Regions from separate parts of the Mus musculus genome. Here all the other regions are linked to region 2. A link is a contact called in public HiChIP or PLAC-seq and promoter capture Hi-C data. All regions are on one chromosome and are shown on one strand. The core of a region is the stretch at or near the end of the contact, and the rest is flanking DNA. Distances in the headings are between cores, read along the strand shown.

What was found. Promoter capture Hi-C pulls out the DNA fragments that hold promoters and counts their contacts. HiChIP or PLAC-seq counts read pairs in DNA pulled down with a chosen protein or histone mark. Capture Hi-C pulls out chosen DNA fragments and counts their contacts.
Region 1: a contact with region 2 is called in a promoter capture Hi-C map of pre-B cells, with 3 times the contacts expected there. The contact joins the promoter of Rad23a here to the promoter of Pkn1 in region 2. A contact is called at or near these places in 6 of 39 promoter capture datasets (hematopoietic stem and progenitor cells, hippocampal neurons, liver and 2 more), 1 of 484 Hi-C or Micro-C datasets (B cells), 4 of 115 datasets of contacts at active chromatin or transcription factors (bone marrow-derived dendritic cells, large pre-B cells, microglia and 1 more) and 3 of 9 other capture datasets (adipose tissue, liver and macrophages).
Region 3: a promoter capture Hi-C map of liver shows a contact between it and region 2, with 2.4 times the contacts expected there. The contact joins the promoter of Gcdh here to the promoter of Pkn1 in region 2. A contact is called at or near these places in 1 of 39 promoter capture datasets (pre-B cells) and 1 of 9 other capture datasets (liver).
Region 4: a contact with region 2 is called in an H3K27ac HiChIP or PLAC-seq map of thymic regulatory T cells, with 9 times the contacts expected there. The contact joins the promoter of Prdx2 here to the promoter of Pkn1 in region 2. A contact is called at or near these places in 2 of 484 Hi-C or Micro-C datasets (B cells and myocytes), 6 of 115 datasets of contacts at active chromatin or transcription factors (bone marrow-derived dendritic cells, bone marrow-derived macrophages, double positive thymocytes and 3 more) and 1 of 9 other capture datasets (liver).
Region 5: a promoter capture Hi-C map of neutrophils shows a contact between it and region 2, with 4 times the contacts expected there. The contact joins the promoter of Best2 here to the promoter of Pkn1 in region 2. A contact is called at or near these places in 3 of 39 promoter capture datasets (the C10 cell line, neutrophils and pre-B cells) and 1 of 9 other capture datasets (liver).

What each region holds. Positions count from the first base shown.
Region 1 is chr8:84,839,298-84,841,997 of GRCm38.p6, reverse strand. Rad23a (RAD23 homolog A, nucleotide excision repair protein) reads left to right here and starts at 1,346. Exons shown (of 9, transcript NM_001297606.2): 1 at 1,346-1,504. The coding sequence starts at 1,433.
Region 2 is chr8:83,697,756-83,700,455 of GRCm38.p6, reverse strand. Pkn1 (protein kinase N1) reads left to right here and starts at 1,277. Exons shown (of 22, transcript NM_177262.4): 1 at 1,277-1,489. The coding sequence starts at 1,469.
Region 3 is chr8:84,892,642-84,895,341 of GRCm38.p6, reverse strand. It overlaps Gcdh (glutaryl-Coenzyme A dehydrogenase), which reads left to right and starts at 1,421. Exons shown (of 12, transcript NM_001044744.1): 1 at 1,421-1,600; 2 at 1,658-1,787; 3 at 1,868-1,894; 4 at 2,178-2,321; 5 at 2,449-2,511. The coding sequence starts at 1,661. Gm39213 (predicted gene, 39213) reads right to left here and starts at 1,334. Exons shown (of 3, transcript NR_168730.1): 1 at 1,236-1,334.
Region 4 is chr8:84,968,304-84,971,003 of GRCm38.p6, reverse strand. It overlaps Prdx2 (peroxiredoxin 2), which reads right to left and starts at 1,382. Exons shown (of 6, transcript NM_011563.6): 1 at 1,242-1,382; 2 at 660-764; 3 at 415-568. The coding sequence starts at 762. It also overlaps a transcript of Rnaseh2a not described here.
Region 5 is chr8:85,013,018-85,015,717 of GRCm38.p6, reverse strand. It overlaps Best2 (bestrophin 2), which reads left to right and starts at 1,310. Exons shown (of 10, transcript NM_001130194.1): 1 at 1,310-1,341; 2 at 2,132-2,336; 3 at 2,434-2,528. The coding sequence starts at 2,185.

The DNA of each region.
Region 1 (2,700 bases), core at 97-2,596, 1.1 Mb before region 2:
TGCAGAGTCTCAGAAATGTCATTTATATGTATCCCATAGTCTCTAAATGGGAGAGTAGCCATCAGGTCTTGATCCTAAACTCATAGACGTGTAAGTTTTGATTCTAGCACAGACCTCATTGACAGACTGACTAGAATTTAGTGAATTCAAATATTAGCCATCTTGGTTAAAAGTGGGATGGATCTGTTGGACTGACACCTAGGAAAGCTGAGCAAAGTTCACAGTAGTGGGGTGCATGCTGGTAGATAATAGTCAAAGGGACTGACTGAGCTCAGGGACAGTGATCTACTTTCCCCAAGGGCCCATGGTTCTAGGACTGAGCTGATAAAGATAGATTCCAGGATTGGGTTATGTAGTTCAGTTGGACACTTAGCTAGCATGGCCTGGGTTCCATCCCCACCACAAGGAAAAGAAGAGACTCATTGTTGAGTCTCAAGGCTGCCTTTTATACTCTAGTGTAGTAGGTTGAAGAATGGGCAGGAGGAAGCCTGTGTTCTTCACAAGAAAGTTGTGATCTAGCTTTCAATTCTGGAGTCTAGACTCAAGTGAAGGGAGGGAGGCAGGCCTTGGTTAATTGCCTGATCATTGGTGTGGATAGAAACACTGGGCAAAGCAAGCATCTAAGAGGATGGTGATGTTAGTTCTGTTTGAGAGTCCCTTAAATCACCCTGATGAACTGCCCTATCCTGAGTCTGACATTTTCATTACTTTTTGGTATGTGAGGGTGGTCTAAAGCTTCATGAATACTACCCCTTCCCCCCACGAAAAATGTAGGTACCTTAAGAGTTGGTGTAAGTAAGGAAAATTTATGGAGGGGAGAATTACATATTTAATATAAAAGAACCTTGAAAATGTTTGGATGAATAGGTAGGTCATTGCAGGATTACAAAGATGTGGGGAACTCATGAACTAGAAGTGTAAATTTATTCCAAAAATTAAGATGGTCCTTGAAAATGGGGTCACATAGTTGCCCTCCTCTACATTGATTGATGGTAACTTCTAGGCAGTCCTCTGCTAAGATTCCTTTTATTTTGACCAGATCCAAATTGGGTCACTTGAAATAGGCAGAATGTATGAAAAATAACTTAGGAGCAGAAATCTACAACAAACACCTTAAAAACTTTAAAAGTCCTTAGGAGCCATTTTGTGGGTATAATGACATCACTGTTAGCAGAAATGATGTCACCAAGACAGCGGAATGCTGGTGCACACAGCAAAAGCTCACAAAGCTAAGATTGCGCATGTCTAAGGTAAGGTGCAGCCGCGCATGCTCTAGAGGTCGAGGAGGGTGTCACCGGCGCTGACGATCGGCGGGCGCTGCACACTTGCCCCGGAAGTGCTTGGCGCGGCGCGGCTGGGCGCTAAGATGGCGGCGGCGTGAGTTGCATGTAGTACGAGGATCCCGGGGCTGCCGCATTGCTCCGGCCCCGCCATGGCCGTCACCATCACCCTTAAAACGTTGCAGCAGCAGACCTTCAAGATCCGCATGGAACCTGACGAGACGGTGCGGGCCGGAGCCCGGGGGCGGGAGCGACCGGGTGCCGGGGTGGGTGGGGGCAGGGATGCCGGGATCCAACGGGAGGGGCGGAGAGGACGCCGTGGCCAGGCCCTGCCCTCCCCCAGCAGCCCGACCTCCTCGGATCCCCCCGATCGGCCCTGCCCTGCCCCGGCGGCTCGGGCGCTGTTCCCGGGCCAGTCCCTGGGAGTTCCCAGGTCTGGCTCCCGTGTCAGCTGCGGGCTCCGCGTTCCCAGCCTGCAAGCTGCTCAGGTGGCACAGTTTGCCCTCAGTGCCAACGAGGTGCCGACTGGTGACTACAATGATGATAATAATAAATGGTCTTAATCTTAATAGTTTTGGTGGTCCGTCTTTGTTGGCCGTTTATTCTTTACCAGTTTATTCTTTACCAGAGTATTAGTGTCATCTTGCTGAGTCTGCAAAACAGTGTTGTCGTTTGGGGACTCCTGACTTTCCCCTTTTGACAACCACGGAGTTAAGGAACTTTGCCACGGTCACAGCCAATAATGACAGTGACAAGATTTTTTTTTTTCTCCATTTCACATAACAGCAGCCTAAACATGCTGTATGAACTTTTGTTTGGTTTTGCTTTTTGAGAGTGGAGTCTAGTCTTGTTCTTCTGGGCTCATGTGAACCTTCTTTACTTAACCTCCAAGTAACTGATATTGCTGTCTTGGGCCACCTCCCCTAAACCTTCTCAAAACATAGGTTGAAGCCATTGGTGTACCCTCAGTGAAGTCTAAGCTTGGTAGTCATGTTCATAATCTCTGAGCAGAGATTACCTGGAGTTCTAGGCCAGCCTGGGCTATGATGTTTTAGGCAAGCCTGGAGTTGAGTACAGAATAAAATCCTGTTCCAAAAATGGAGGGAAGAAAGATGACCTCAGTAAGTACAGAAAAGTTACTGTTTGAGGCCAGCGATGGATACACCGTTTCATTTTCTTATTACTGTTTCCCCTCCTAACCACATCCCATTGGAAATACAAGTTTGCTTTTCTTCTCACATCAGTGTCTTCTTCATGAGAACACTGACTTGTGTTTGTTCTGTTCCACAGGCCTCTGTAAAACAAGTTGTAAAACAGGTTGGGGATGGAGCTTTTGAATATACAAGGCCTGAGCTAGGGGTCTGTCCCCAAACCACCACTACCATTACACACACACACATATACACACACGGTGAACAGT
Region 2 (2,700 bases), core at 28-2,527:
GTAGTCTTGAGAGTTCAGTGATGGAGTATTGGGCCTGTTCAGGGCTTAGGAAGATGAGTTTGGGTGCCCCCCCCAAATGATAGGGTGCAGAAGAAAAGCCATCCTGTAAGTCACTCACTGGCCACCACACATTTGGCTTGGCATGTGTGGTACATGCACGTGAACACACTCAATAAATGGTATAAAGATTAAAATAGGAGTTGAAGAGATAGAAGCAATACTACTCTTGTAGAAAACTCAAGTCTGGACCCAGCACCCAGGTGGTGCAGTCCACAAACAGTTTATAACTTCCTTTTAGGGCATCCCATGTCTTCTTCTGACCTCCAGAGGCACCCACACACATGTGCATAACTCACACAAAGAAACACATATATACACATGCAAGAAATTAAATATGAGTCTTTTCTAGCAAATAGTATAAGATTAGTCTTTTGGACAGTAATTAAAATCATTATCTCTCCTACCTTATAGGACTTTTAAGGAGATGTTTTAATCCTCCTCACCCAGTAAAACTTTTGTTTATACAAAGCGCCCCCCCCCCCCCCGCTCCATTCTAGGAAATTGATCGCTTGGAGCAGTGACCCCTTTCCCCTTCAATTTCCTCTGCGCCAATTTTCTCAGACTAGCCAATTGAATAAGACTGCGAGGTCACCTGAGTTAGAATAGAAACCATATGCACTTCCTGTCTTCTCTTTGCTTTTCCGCAGCGCACTGTCTTGATGAAGAGTAAAGTTTGCCTTGTTCGGACATTTCATTTTGAAGGATGGTCTCTTTCTTTGCCACCCCGAAACTTATTCCTAACACACATGAATCAAAATAAAGTCTTTAAAAAAATGAGCTAAAAGTGACAACTGCTGGCATTTATTGTGCACTTGGGATCTATACACTTGCCCTACTCTTCCTCAAGTTTTACAGACATCCTAGTCCTGAGGGGTATTGTGTTCCCCCAAGGCCCAGGACACTGGGATTTGAAGTCAGGCTCTCCCTGTGTTTGCCTCCCGGGAAACGGGAGGGAGGATGCCTCTGTGCAGCTGGGCCGTGTGTGTCGAGGGTGGTGGTGGACGGTGACCATTGCATTCAAAGGGGTTGGAGGCGGGGGACAAGGCCTCTGAGGCTCGCGGTCGCTTAGGCCCGCTCAGAGTCCCCTACGCTACAAGGAGCGCTTGCCGCACCCCACAGCCAACAGGGACCCTATTTCCCCGCTGCAAGCCCCGGGGGCCGCCGGGAGCCCCGCCCCCGCCCCGCCTCCTCCCCAGGCGCGGACCTCGGCGCTCACGTGACCCACCCTGCAGCCGCTGGGGCCGGAGGGCGCAGCTCGGCGGAGGCCTGGCCAGGCCGGGCCGAGCGCAGCAGGCCGGAGCGCGCCGCGCGCCTGGGAGGGTCTGGGCGCCGCGCCTCCCGCCGCACCCGCCCGCGCGCTCGCAAGCCCTTCCTTGGCGCTGGGACCCCTGGCGGGCGGCCGGAGGACATGGCCGGCGACGCCGTACAGGTAGGCGACTTGTCCGCACCCGCGGGGCGGCCAGAAGGCGCGGAGGACCCCAGGCACGGGTAGAGTCCCGGACGAGGTCCCCATCGGGAGCCCGCGCGGGCCCTTGTAGCAGGTGGAGGCGCCGACCGGGTCGGAGGAAGGGGTGCTGTTCGGGATTCTACCCCAGCATCCCCTCCTTTGGCCCTCCCCGAGAGTCAGCGTGTGTAGCGGGGTCCCCACTTCGGTGTCCGAGGCTAGCTGCGGATCCCGGTGCCTGTCGTCCCCACATCCTACTCTGGGTCCTGCAGCGTTCGGTTTCTGTCAGGTGCCGCTTCACCTGGAGCAGGTGCCTGGCACCCTGCCCCGGACCGGAGGAGTGCCCGGCCCGATCCCCTCCCCCGCACAACAAAGCCCGGGCCACCCCCGCCTGCAGACGTCTTTACGATGGTCTTGACGCCACCCAGATGGGCACCTGTTGGAGGAAGTGTCTAAGTCACTTCACTAGGCCTGAGGCCGGGTTCCTCCTTCCGCCTTGTTCCCCATAACCACCCTTCAGGCTGACAGATGGAGCTGTAACCCAGGTGGGGCGTGTCCTGTCACACAGACAGGAAGGATTTTATGTCTGGAAGGTGACAGGGCTGGGTCTCTACTCCCTCGCAACAGACACCTGTGACTGGCATCTGCCAGCCACATGGCCTTCCCTGTGTGACCTGTTGGGCGTTACTGAAGCAGGGTCAGGGTCGGGGTGACTGACTCCCCACTCTAATTCAGTGGCCCAAAATCTGAGATCTTTGTATCTTTGTGGCTCCATTAATTCGTCACCATGCAGTCCATTGTCCTGTGTAACTGGTTCTCATCTCCTTCTACACCTGCCCCCATGTCTCCCCTGTACCCTTCTGTACCCGTCTTCCCCAGTCCTGCTGATGGCCTGCCGGCCTTGCCGAGGAGCTGGGCGTATCTGGTGCTGCCGATCTCACAAGGTCAGACCTCCAGGCTGATGCACCGGTGCCGGCTCCCCTTCAAGCCCACTGAGGGCTGTGCAGGGCTGTCCCAGTACATGCATGTGCTTGGTGTGTCCCGAGTAGGACGCACATGGAGGCTGTGATTCCCAGAATGAGGCTGGACCTACATCTTGGTCCCCGTCCCGTCTTCTCCCTTATGTTCATTCCCGCTTGGACTTGCTGCCTGGTTCCACCGTCTCCGTGCCTGTCTGTTCTGTGTCTGGCAAACGG
Region 3 (2,700 bases), core at 172-2,671, 1.2 Mb before region 2:
AATTAAAAAATGAAAACAATGCCGGGCGTGGTGGCACACGCCTTTAATCCCAGCACTCGGGAGGCAGAGGCAGGCAGATTTCTGAGTTGGAGGCCAGCCTGGTCTACAAAGTGAGTTCCAGGACAGCCAGAGCTACACAGAGAAACCCTGTCTCGAAAAACCAAAAAAAAAAAAAAAAAAAAAAAAAAAAAAAAAAAAAGAAGAAGAAGAAGAAGAAGAAAAGAAAAGAAAAGAAAACAACTGGAGGAATATAGTTTAGTTCAGTGATGCAGTATTTGTTGAGCTTGAGTAGAATGCTAGGTTTGCTTCCTAGCACTTCACACACACACACACACACACCACAAGATACACTTGTAAAGATGACTATCATAGTAGCTTTCACCCACACACAGCTACAAGAGGAGACATAGCCAGTTATTTTATTTTATTTATTTATTTTTTTTGAGACAGGGTTTCTCTGTATAGCTCTGGCTGTCCTGGAACTCAGTCTGTACACCAGGCTGGCCTCAAGCTCAGAAATCCACCTGCCCCTACCTCCCAAGTACTGGGATTAAAGGCGTGTGCCACCACTACCCAGCTACATAGCCAGTTACAAGATAGAAATACAACCCCATAAAATGCGTTACAGGAAAGTCCAAATGACAAGTTGCTGCCCTCAGACTTTGACAACTGAGAAGAGGATCAGAAGAATTTATTACTCACAAGCCCAGAGGAGAAACCTACTGTTGGTCTGAGCAATTGCACAGATGGGTTTCTATAACATTTATAGTTATAACATTATTGCTAAGCCAATAATCTTCATTGGTGCCTTAAACTAAAAACCATAAAAGGGTCGATGTAAGTCTATAAGGGGAAGTCTCTCTGTGTGGTTGGTCAGTCAAGCACTTTTGAGAATCAGATATTGGAGCTATGGTTAGAGCTTTCTCTTTTTGAAGGACAATTGTTAGATGGCTGCTTTGTCAGGATAACCAGTTACTATTTCTCAGGAGAGTTTATACAGTTATGCCCCCCCTTCTTTTCTATTCTTGTCTTAATTTTCTCCAAATCAGTGCATACTCCAATAGAAACTGTAACATCCAAGACACCCAGTTATAACATATTCTAGATTATTCTGCACAACACCCAGAAGGTAGGAGAACCACACAGGTACACAGAAATGCAGTTACTTTGCCACAGAAGATCACATCCTTCCACGAAGTACACACAAAGCAACAAGTTGGGATGGGGCTCACCACCTTTCTCTCTGCAGGCACCCCATTTGCGGATTTCGCAAGGTCTGGCCTCCAGGCGTTCTTATTGAACTTGGGATCCCGCTTCTCAGGCTCTGGGCAACTAGCTAACCAGGAATGGGCGGGGCAGAAATACAGTTGGCCAATCGGGTTTGCACACTTGTTTCCGCCCCTTCCTGGTTCTGCTGTTTAAAGGAGAGACCTGCCTGGGCATGGAAGAACCCGCTTGCAAAACCAGGCAGCTGCCTTGGCTCTTTTAAAAGGCAGAGCCACAGAGGAGGCGGTGTTCTGGGAGGAACCAAGGAGGAACCAATGAGCAACCCCTATTAGGCCTAGTGTGCTGGTCCCGGAGCACAGCCCGCAAGCACCAGGTATGAAGGGTATGGGGTGGGAGAAGGCTGGTCCCCGCTGACGCTCAGCCCTTCCAGGTTATGGTTCCTGCAATGCTCACCGGCTACATGTCCCTGAGAGGAGTCTCCGCGCGGTTGCTGAGCCGCAGGTCCGGCCTGCGCTTCCCGCGTTTTCCACGTACCTGGAGCTCGGCGGCCGCCCACACCGGTCAGTGCAAGGCTCTGGATGGGTGGGCAGGGAGACACAGGACACTTTCTCAGTGTGGCGTTCTCGTCCTTTGTTTGCAGAGAAGACACAGATCCGACCGGCCAAATGTAAGATCACCTACCCACCTATTCCCAGTCCAGCTGTTTCTCTGACCCATGCTAGTCCATGAATGCAAGGACTTCTGGGAAGGGAGGCTGGGTTATCCCCAGGGTCAGAAGTCTAAAGTAGAGGGTATTTGTTTCTACTTGGCTGGAGAGGGGTTGCGCTTGTCAGACTGTTTTGAAGCCAGAATTCACCTGGAGCGAGATGGGGGGCGGGGAATGGGTACAGCTTAAAAATGTGAAAGAGGATAAGGGGTTCTGGCTGACTCGACCCCCATACTCTACCCAGCCTCTCGCCCCGTGTTTGACTGGAAGGACCCACTCATACTGGAGGAGCAGCTGACTGCCGATGAGAAACTGATCAGGGACACCTTCCGTAACTACTGCCAGGAGCGGCTTATGTCTCGAATTCTGCTGGCTAATCGAAATGAAGGTGCCTTGGTGGAAGGGTGGGCATGCTGGGTTTCACAACCATACATGATTTGCATGTGCTGCAGTCCCTGGAGTCAGGGACTCCATGAGACTGAGACAGGGTCTGATTCTGACACCCATCTCTGCAGTTTTTCACAGGGACATTGTGTATGAGATGGGGGAGCTGGGCGTGTTGGGACCCACCATTAAAGGTAAGGACATTTCTGTGTATACTATGCAGCCTATACCCACCTACAACATCTTGAAGGACCATCCCTTTTCCTCAGTCACGCATTTCATCTGTAAAATGGGCAATGGTTATCTCTCCTGAAAACAGCTGTGGGTTTGAGAGGAACAAAGTCCTAACCAGGGCAGCCCCCTGCCCACTTCCAGAAGGGCCA
Region 4 (2,700 bases), core at 133-2,632, 1.3 Mb before region 2:
AGCAGACATGGAGCTCAGAGGCAGGGCACTTGCCTTGCAAGAATGAGCCCTGGAATTATTGACTTCTAGTTCTGAAAGACTTGTGTGTGCGCGCACACAGGGGGATTCTTCCCATCACCATCTAGCTCTGGTATGGAGCACAACCCATCATTATTGAGAATAGCAAAATACAGCAAGGCAGCCTGTCTCCAGAGAACTGAGACTCCTTTGGCAGGTACCTTCCAACAAGGTGCCAAATGCTAATTACTATCATCTTCGTGTGGGCTTGGGTGTCATTGTTTCCATTCTTTATAAGATGAAAAACGGGAAGACACAGTTTGTCCCTATAATTTGGGCGGTCCTTCATCCTCTCTGCACCTCCCACTTCACCACCTACCTCAAGACCCCTGCAACCCTCCTCCTGCAGCCCCTTACCACGCCAGGTGGGTGAACTGAGAGTCCACAGACACTCCCAGCACCTCGCAGCCTAGCTTTCGGAAGTCCTCAGCATGGTCGCTAAAAGCGATGATCTCCGTGGGGCAAACAAAAGTGAAGTCCAGTGGGTAGAAAAAGAGGACCACGTACTTCCCTAGGGAAGAGGAGAACGGAAGGGAAGTCAGTGCTAACTTCTTTCACATGTAGACCCTGACCCCACCTGCTCCCACTCCGCTCAGCCTCACCTCTGTAGTCCGAAAGCTTGATTTCCTTGAAGGCACCATCCACCACCGCTGTGGCCGTGAAGTCAGGAGCCGACTTTCCGATTTGCGCGTTGCCGGAGGCCATGACTGAAATCAGAGACCCACACAAGCTTGGTCTTTAGAGCCTTAGAAGATCCTTTGTCTTGCCTTTCCAAGGTCACTTTTGGTGCTAAGTCTAGATAGTAAAACCGAGAGAGGTGGAAGGAGCGCTCATATTCACCCTCCCAGTATAAAGTCTGCAAGGCCTCTGAATACCCGCCCCCCTAAACAGGGAACGAATGATGGGTCACCGCTGCTACCCAAATTATGGAGTCAGACCGAGTGCGGGTGGAGGGGGAAGTGAGCTCCTAGTTCCAGAATAGGACGGCTAAGCTAAGAGCGATGGACTGCCGAGCTCGGTGATCCAGCCTGCAAGCCAGGGCTCGGGCCTTGGTTTCCCGGGCAAGGACAAAGCGGCCACCATTGAACATGGAAAACAAAGACCTCCAAGCATAGAGGTCGTGATGAGGCCTGCACCACACTAGTGGGGCTCCTCCCATTCGTGTGCATTCTGGGTTTTCATACCTGCGTGAGCAAGAGCCGGACACACGGACGTCCAGACACGGGTAGAGACAGGAAAGAGATCTCAAAACCGAGAGAGCCCTAGGCCGGAGAACCTTTTATGCGTGGCCCAAACCACACCAGGCAGTGCGCGGGGAGGTGGGCGGGACAGCGCCGCGGTCGGATCCATTGCGGCTGCCGGGGGGGTGAGGGGAAGGCGCCGCGTGGCCCGGTCCACACGCTTTCACAAGGGTTGGGTGGGGTGTGCCCTTTCGGACGCCAAGATTGTCTGTGCTGTGGGCTCCTCGCGAGCCTCGGCCACGGGGCGCGTTGGGGTCGGTTGGAATCCGGGCATGGCCCGGAGCCACTTGGCTCCGTTGCTGACTCCCCTAGTGCTCCTAGGTCTGGTGTCCCCTACTCAGATCGACCCAGACTACCAATACTTTGGCCCGCACGGTGAAGGTGATACCTGGGAGCTGCTGACGCTGCAGCGACAAAAGGGTAAACTAGCAGGTGGACGGGAGTTACGCTATGAAAAGGTGTCCTCCCCACCCCAACCCCCGAAGGCCTCACTTGGCCAAGGCCCTACAAACAGACCCTCTCTGGCTGACTTCAGATCCCTGCCCAGCTCAGTGCAGGCTGGGTCTCAAGGAACTGGGCACTTTTTCTCTGAGTGTGATTTCTCGTCTGTGAGTTATTGTTTTGTTTTATTTTGTTCCGTTTCACTTTATTGAAAATTTACAGCCATGCCCCAACCGTACTACCTTTTGTTCTCAACTTCTTGCCCCGCAGCTTCCTTGGTCATCTGATAATTATATTAAACACTGCCTGTCTAATAAACAACCTATTAACATAGTGCTAGAAGGGTGGAGGCAGAGAAAGAAACTGGCCAGTCAGCTTGAGGTGGTAAGAACCAACACAGCTGGAATGACTAGCACAGTTAAAGTCACAGGGACTGTGAGACAGTGAAAAGGGAACAGCAAAAGGCCTAAGGGAAGAATAGGGAAAGGGGATGCCATTTGGCAAAGATCTGCTGAGGAAGGGTGTGGGGCACCAGCCTTTGTGAGTTCATCTACATGAGGAAGTATCAGTGAAGAATTCTGATGAAGGGTTGGGATTGCATTTGGTACTCAGTTGGTGGAGCACTGGCCCAGCATGTCCGAAGTTTTGATCCTTCCCCAGCGCTGCATAATCCACTGTACCCGTACACACCTACAATCCTAGCATTTGGGAGGAGTAGGGACCTGAAATTCAAAGACATCTTTGGCTACCCAAGGACTTGGAGGCCAGCTTGGGGTACATGAGGCTCTGTTGTTTTGTTTTGTTTTTAAGGAAGGAAGGAAAGAAAGGAAAGGAAAGGAAAGGAAAGGAAAGGAAAGGAAAGGAAAGGAAAGGAAAGGAAAGGGTCTTGTAAAACTGTAGGTCAGTGGCTCTTTAGCACTACCTTAAAAAATATATATATATCGCTTCTCCTGAGCATAAA
Region 5 (2,700 bases), core at 61-2,560, 1.3 Mb before region 2:
GATCCCTGTTGATGCTAGGGATGTTGTCTAGGGCTTTACAAATGCTTGACAAGTCTTTTGCTGTTAAGCTACACCTATAGTCCTTGCAAATATGCCTTCACTACGTTAGCAAATGTCAGGAACCCCCAAGTTCCTCCTCTGACCCTAGGACTATCCCACTATTTTGAGAGAGGTGCTCCCACATTTATTTCTCGTGTGAGTTTGGAGGTGTCTTTGACTTCTTTTCTCTATTGGGTTTTTTAAAAAATATTTATTTCAAGCTGGGTGGTGTTGATGCACTTGAGAGGCAAAGACAGGTAGATCTCTGAGTTCATGACCAGCCTGGTCTACAGAGTGAGTTCCTGGATAGCCAGGACTACTACACAGAGAAACCCTGTCTCAAAAAAAAAAAAAAAAAAAAGTCTAGAACTGGGGTTTTAGACACTTGTAAGCAACAGTAGGGGTATAGGTACCAAATTCTGAAAGTACAGGCAGTTTGAGTTCTTAGTCACCACATGTACTTTTTCATTTCTGTCTATATGTGTCTCTGCCTGGGTTGGGATATGTGCACTTGGGTACAGGTGCCCTTGGGTCCCCTGCAGCTGGAGGTAAAGGTGGTTGTGAGCTACCAGACTGGGTGTGGGGGACAAATTCTACAGAAGCAATATACACTCAACCACTGAGCCACCTCTCCATCTGTTGGGTTTGTGGGACTCCGTCTCATTCTGTAACCCAGGGTAGCATGGAACTCATGACAGTCCTCCTGCCTTTAGCTGCCAGCATTCCTGGCTGACCTTGAAAGTCTCTGTGACAGTGTAGATTGCCACTGTGGTAAGGGAAGCAAAATGTGTGTCTGGGTCTACAATGTGATGTGCATCTTTGTGACAGCTTGAGACCACAGGAAACTGAAGGGTGACCCAGTCTTGCTGGGCTGTGGATGTGGGGTGTGTGTGTGTGTGTGTGTGTGTGAGAGAGAGAGAGAGACCTTCTCCTTCCCGCTTTTTCAGCTCTAGGTTCCAGATACCTTGGACCTTCTCCCTAGGAGGGAGGGATACAAAGAGGAGCAAAAAAGTACAAGGCAGACCACACACACACACACACACACACACACACACACACACACACACACACACACACTACCACTACCCCACCCAACCCCACCCCCCTGCCCAGGAGACAAACTGGCAGACCTTCTCCAAACAAAGTTCTGAGGCTGTAACTCAACTAAAGGGGATGGACTTGGGAGGGGCTGCCCACGCCCACTCCCCAGCTCCTTCCCAAACAGTCTGGCTTCAGCCCCACCCAATACTGAAGACACCCTCCCTTTTAGTCTCTGTCCCTTGTGTCCCTGTACGGCCACAGGTGAGAAGGGCCAGGTCTGGGAGAATAAATGGCCCTGGACTGGCAGGCTTTGGGCAGGACTCCTGGAGAGAGAGGGGCAGAGTGGAAGGCTAGGAGGGGCAGCACAAAAGGAAGAAAGGTAAAGGAGAATCTGAAGAAGGCCTGGAGGTGTCGGAGCTGGGGGATTAAATGGGCATTGGGGTAAGCTGGTTCCTTGTCAGAGGAAGGGAGGCTGCTGGACAGACTGGGGAGCCGGAGCTTTAGAGACGCCATTCAGAGCAGTTCTGAATATGAGGGGGATAGTAGTTCTGCCGGGGCAGACTGTAGTCTCAAGAGAGGACAGAGAGAAAGCCAAACTTGGGAGAGTGGGCAACAAGAGGGGGGATATTGAACCCTGAGGATTAGAAACTGAAGACTCAGGAAGTCAAAAAGATTGAGTGTTGTACAGGTGAAAGGGATAGGAGGGTGTGTGGGAGGAAGGTCAAAAAGTGACTAGATTCATCCAAAGGTTTAGGAGTGAGGGACCTAAGATAAAGTCCAAGGGGCTTGGACCATCAGTCTAGAGAAGGAAGGCAGAGCAAGACTGGGAGATGGGAACTCGAGAAAGGGCCAGGACCCGGGAAAAGGGGGGGGGCGTTTGGGGGTTGGGGTAGGGTGGTACCAGGACGGGAGTGAGGACCGCCCTAGGGCAACGAGGTGCTAGGGTGCTGAGACATTGGATATCATCACCTGCTGCGCTGTCGCCCGCACCTCCACCTTCAACTGAAAGCCCCAGGATCAGCCCCTCCCAGCATCTTCCCTTGGCTCACAGGCCCGGACCCAGGCTAAAACCTTCTCCATTGGCCACACTGGCCAGGCGCAGCGATGACCGTCACCTACACAGCCAGAGTGGCGAATGCCCGCTTCGGTGGCTTCTCGCAGCTGCTGCTGCTGTGGCGCGGAAGCATCTACAAGCTCCTGTGGCGAGAGCTGTTATGTTTCCTGGGACTCTACATGGCACTAAGCGCCGCCTATCGGTGAGAAGACCTGGAGTTGGGGCTGGGGATCTGAGCCCTGCGGAAGGGACTGGGAGTGGAGGGGAGACCTGTAGCTACTGCATTCCCTACCCCACAGCTTCTTACTGGCAGAAGAGCAGAAGCGCTACTTCGAGAAGCTTGTCATATACTGCGACCAGTACGCCAGCCTCATCCCCGTCTCTTTCGTACTTGGTGAGGTTGGGCCCCCTGAGAATCTTATTCCTACGTAAGGGAGAAATCTGTTTTCCATCCATGCTTCTTGGAGACCCCCATTCCTACCCCTCTAAGACTCAAATCTAACCTCCAAAGCTGGGTGTGGTGGCGCACGCCTTTAATCCCAGCACTTGGGAGGCAGAGGCAGGAG